Regions from separate parts of the Capra hircus genome. Here region 1 is linked to region 2. The links are chromatin contacts, called in public Hi-C maps. All regions are on one chromosome and are shown on one strand. Each heading gives the region's core, a stretch centred on a gene start, on an enhancer-like site or on the middle of the called end of the contact. The rest is flanking DNA. Distances are from core to core; before and after follow the strand shown. Region 1 has its middle 37 kb from the start of FASTKD2. Region 2 has its middle 68 kb from the start of CREB1.

Region 1 (2,700 bases), core at 59-2,558, 670 kb before region 2:
GATTTCCTTTAGGATTGACTGATTCGATCTTCTTGCAGTCCAAGGAACTCTTAAGAGTCTTCTTCAACACCACAGTTCAAAGGCATCACTTCTTTGGCACTCAGCTTTCTTTATACTCCAATTCTCACATCCATACATGACTATTGGAAAAACCATAGCTTTAAGTATTTCTCTCTTAGAAGTTCAGTAAATTCTAGCTTCCCCAGGGCTCACCTTGAGGATCAGCACCCCTGCTTTCCATTTTCTCGACTCTGAAACAGTGTTTGGTGCCATGGTTTATGACTTTCCCAAGGTTTGGGGGCCTGGTCTGGCAAACAGGATATCTATCCCCTACACTGGAAAGAAGCAAATTCTTCCAAATATCTTCAGGTATGGCAAGTCTTCAAATTTTCATCCTTTGCATTTAGCTGTGGTTTTCACAAATGGTTAAACATGCCTCACAGCTAACTTTGGTGAATGAGGTTGATAAAACTGAGTTAAAATCTTTTTGGTCAAATGAAGGCATAAAGAGAGAATTTTCTGCTAAGATGTAAACCCTAGTTCTGGAAGCAGTTCCAAAAGGGAAAGGCAGCTGATATTTTGAAGAATGTCAGCATCATGGGAATGCGTATAGGGTAAGTCTCTCAGGGAAACTATTTTAAGCTCAGACCCACAACTATAATATATCAAGTGTAATAATAGCCACTGTCTCTTCACATTTTTTCTCAAAGGTTAATTAAATTAAAGCCTCTAACTTTGAGGTATATATTATTATGCCCATTTCACAGATGAAGGACCCTAGACTTAGCCGCATGATTTTGAACAAGTTATTTAATCTTTCAGATTTGATTCCAGAGCCATATGGACACATTACATAACTTCATACTAATCAGACAAAGTGTGTGTGTGTTAGTCACTCAGCTGTGTCCAACTCTTTTCTACCCCATGGATTGTAGCCCACCAGGATCCTCTGTCCACAGGATTCTCCAGGCATGAGGACTAGAATGGTTGCCATTTCCTTCTCTAGGGGATCTTCCCCACCCAGAGGTCGAACCTGGGTCTCCTGCATGGCAGTAAGTCATTTTCAAACAATTAGCATCCAGTTTCTCTCATTTTTATACTACCATTTGAAAGTACCAATTCATTATCATGGTTTTTTTTTTTTCACTTTTGAATGAATTTCTTCATGATTTAAAAAGATCCTTTCCCCAACTTTTTTTTTTTTGAACTGTATGGAGTGGGGTGGGGATAAGAGTGGGGGTAGGAGGAAAGTCCACTGGACTGAGGATCAAGAGACCTGGGTGCCAGCCTCCAACCCTGTCACTGAACTTCTCTGGGGCTTGGTGTACTTGTCTGTATGACAAGGAAGTCAGAGAGAATGTCTCTAGGACATGCCACTCTCTCTTTTTACAAATTATTAGCATAAGCCCAGATTTCCAATTCCAGCTTTTGGTCAAAGGTCTTCCCCATCGCCTCCAGCCACAATTTAAGCTCCTAGAAGAAGAACAGGCTGTCATCTGGGACTAAGAGTACCCGGTGCTTCCTAAATCAAATTCAACATTAAATTGCACTGCAAACAAAAAGTTGTACACAGTTGAAATGCTGGTGAATGGGACTTAATGAGCTCCATATGTCTGACCTCTGGGAAGAAGTGATTTGGGAAGCTGTAGCTGGAGCTGGAAGAGTCCAAGGGCATCAGCATCTGGTGTGAGTTACTCAGAATGAAGGGAGTCAACTGCGTTTTTGTTTGGTTGCCAAGCTCAGGAAGGTAGAAATACTGTGTAATCTGTGCTCACCTTCTGAGATCATACCGACAGGTTTCCAAGCTTGTCCTCACTTCTCAGGAGGCAGAGAAGAGCTTCCTTCCTGCTGCTCTCCCAGGCTGCCTGTACCCTCTTGTTGGACAGGTCAGCGACTTTAGACCACTTGTACTTGTTTTGGTCAACTCTGCAGCTCCTCAAGGAGCTTGTCTAAAGCCCAGGTCTGACAGGGTTATTTCTCTCCCTTCTTCAAAAAATGCCAGACTCATGGCTTCATGCTTGCAATGCACGCTGTCTAGTTAAGCCTGGACTTGCTTTTTCAGATTCCTGGGTCATTATTCCCCATCCTTGGCATCCTGTGTTCTAGCCACATTCCAGGCTCATCTCCCTGAGTCTTTCCACCTGCTTTCTCCTCTGCAGCATCCCTCCCATCCTGTCTCCACCTGGAAAGCTTGTGATTGATGCGGTTTGAGCAACACGTACCCTGTGTGTAATGTATCGGCTCACTTGTTGCCTCCCCATTCGTGATTAATCTGTGCCATTTCTGTGTTCCATAGTCCTTAGATGCAGTTGGGGTGAGAAAGGAGAGGCGTATAATTGCCTTCCATATTGGAGAGCTCTTCATGAGTGAGAGTATATCTTACTATTCCTTTTATATAACTGTGTGTGTGTGTGTGTTAAGTCACTTCAGTGGTGTCTGATTGTGACTCTTTATGACCCTGCCAGGCTCCTCTGTCCATGGGGTTTTCCAGGCAAGAATACTGGAGTGGGTTTTCATGCCTTTCTCCAGGGAATCTTCCCAATCTGGGGATCAAACCTGCATCTCTTATGTCTCCTGCAGGCTGTCCTTTACCACTTGTGCCATCTAGGAAGCCCAGAGTATAACTGACTCTCAGTAAATGTTTATTGAGTGAACCAATGAACAAAGGAATGGAAAGTCCTTGGAAATCAAGCAGTATTT
Region 2 (2,727 bases), core at 45-2,544:
AAGAATTTCCTTCAGATCTCAGGAAATTTAGGGAGTAAGGGAGAAACAGAATAAAATTCGGGAGGGGGACAGAAAGTGTCTTCTCTCAAACCATAAATCATAGAAATTGAATTAGATCATCTCAAATTGAGGGACAAAAAGCCAGTTATAGATCCATTTCACGACACTGGCTGACATGGATTCCATTTGTGACTCACTGAGTAGCGTTACTTATTCTGAGTGCTCCTCTGACAATGCAAGCTCTTAACATGAAGACATGTGTAACGTTACAGGAGGAGAGAGCAAAAAGCAAAATCTGACAGTTTGCCTAGAAAGCAAACCCTGAGTGTCAAGCATTTCTGAAGCCTGTTCTCAGGGTCTCTCTTGAATTCTGCTATTTGCATAGCTCAAAATTTATAAAATCCTATTCTCTTTTCTAGACACAATTACCACCATCAAACCATTTTCATCTCAACCTTAGGGCAGTAGACTACTAGAAAGCTAACTATGTGATAGGGATCCAGTCCCAGGGGGTGAGGAGGAGGGAGGGAGGGGAGCGGAACGTTAGAGAAGGGCTGCGACCTGAGAGCTGCGGCCTCCAGATGGCGGTGGGGACTGCACCCCTGGGAAAGCAAGCAGGGCGAATAAATACCCCAGTCACTCGCTTCTCCTACCTCCTGATCCCCTGTCAATCCACTCTCATTTGAATCCATCCGGAAGCCAGGGGAAAAGGGTCTGCCCCATGCAGTCTGCAGCGGGCTGAGGAAGAGTGGAGAGTGGACGCAGGCAGCAGACAGATAATATCCGGCATGTTACCCCACTATTCCAAGCATGCAGCTGATACATTTTGTAAACAGGTTAGAAGTTATAGTTTAAAAAGGGGGGGAGGGTAGTTTCTTCAATTTATTCCTTGTGGGAAGCGCTTCATGTATCATTTATAATAACATCTGCTAGATATTTTATATCACCCTCATAATAACTGTGTAATGGGTGAAATAGCTTTGTTTTATAAATGATCAACTGGAAGCCTAGATGAGCTAAGGACCTGGCTTCACATTCCATTGCAAGGAGAGGAAGGAGCGGGGATGAGACCTAAGAACTCGCTGATACCATAGCCCACGGGGTCTCCTCTGTCCTTCTTCCCTATGACAGAGATGCTGCCATTGTTCAGAACAAGTTAGAAGCCCTCCTCTGCTTGCTTTTACAGTGCTTTTAGGAGCCTTTCCCTTTCCCCCAAATCAGTCGCATTACTTTATAGGCACACATTTTTAACAACAGCCAAAGAAGATGGAAATGATTCATCCTCATCACGTTCACCAGATGTAAGGCCAGATGATGCTCGAGTATTTCCAAAAGTCAAATTAGCTTCTCTCTCCAGAGACTGAGGAGATTAAAAGTAAGCTCTGAATGACAACTCCAAAAGAAAAGTCTCAAGAACATCTGTAATGCTGGACATCTCAATGGAGAAGGTGGCCCCTTTAAAACTGACAGCGGTTCTCTCACTGAATAATCTCAGGCCTCCAAGAGAGTTGCTTGTTTATAGGAGCAGGAAATTGGAAACAACCCAAATCTTTAAAAGCAAACATGTTTGTGTACTACCTGCCTCCACCCCCACCCTACCCTTCCTCACATGGAAATCAACACAGGGATAGGAACTGGCTGCCTTGCCCACCGGCTCCACCCAGCTCTATGCATGGAGCCTGGGCATGGTAGATCCTCAGATATCTGTTGAATGAATGGATAGATAGAATTCCTCTTCCTTAACTAGAGCATATGTGTGTGTCTGACTCTTTGTGACTCCATGGACTATAGCCCATCAGGCTCCTCTGTCCAAGGAATTTCCCAGGTAAGAGTACTGGAGCAGGTTGCCATTCTCTACTCCAGGGGATCACCTCGACCCAGGGACGGAACCTGCACCTCCTGCATCTCTGCATTGGCAGGCAGGTTCTTTACCACTGAGCCACCTGAGAAACCCTCCTAGAGCACGACCTTTGTGCAAACATTCCATACCCTTTGGTGTCATTCTGCAAGAAGAATGGACAATAATAATGAATACAAAGCGTTTTGTTTCCACCACTTATGAAGCCAGGAAATCACCTATAGAATTACCAATGGGAGAGTAAGAAAATAAATAACCCCCTCCTCCTCTCATCCTCTGCACCACACTCTTGCTTCCTCATACACTCAGGTGTCAGAAGAATCACCAGTTCTGTTTGGCAGACTTCAAGCATCCTTTTCTTGCAAGGCCATCCAAAATATAATGAGTATTATGACATCTCCTCCACAGCCGTGTAATCAGCTAATACTAAAGGTGCTAAGAGAGATGCCTTTTTTCTGGTTCACATCTAAAATGTAGACAATCAACCATGAATGCCTCAGGCTGATCGCATGCTGGGAGAAGCAATAATAATACGTCTGGCCAGATCTCCCTGCCAACTGGAAGGCCCAGGTTGGGGAGCAGATGTGCCGTGGAGGTGATGCATTTGGTCTTCAGTGGGGAGGGTCTGTGGGTCTCATCTGTCTTCCGCACCCCTACTGGTCAGCTCAGCGCTCAGCCCTAAAGCCAGCTGCTTAAGACCCCGCTCCTGTGTGAGTCCTCCAGTCACGGGGACAGAAGCATGCCCAAAGGAGAAGACAGCCCAGGAGCGATCTGTGCCCTCATGGCATTGCCAGGCTTTGTTCACAGGCTCTTGTTTTCAATATGGTGTCAACCCTTCCTTTCTCCACAGCCAGAGTTTGGTGGCATTC

What was found. A called contact is a pair of places that touch in the nucleus more often than the background predicts.
Region 1: a contact with region 2 is called in a Hi-C map of blood, with 4 times the contacts expected there. The contact joins two enhancer-like sites. A contact is called at or near these places in 3 of 5 Hi-C or Micro-C datasets (blood and liver).

What each region holds. Positions count from the first base shown.
Region 1 is chr2:40,818,204-40,820,903 of ARS1.2, reverse strand. No RefSeq gene overlaps it. Among named protein-coding and RNA genes, the nearest start is that of FASTKD2, 37 kb to the left of the region's middle. Within about 2 kb of position 1,308, at least 1 of the 5 cell types and tissues checked has an H3K27ac peak or open chromatin away from gene starts, as enhancers often do.
Region 2 is chr2:40,150,653-40,153,379 of ARS1.2, reverse strand. No RefSeq gene overlaps it. Among named protein-coding and RNA genes, the nearest start is that of CREB1, 68 kb to the right of the region's middle. Within about 2 kb of position 1,294, at least 1 of the 5 cell types and tissues checked has an H3K27ac peak or open chromatin away from gene starts, as enhancers often do.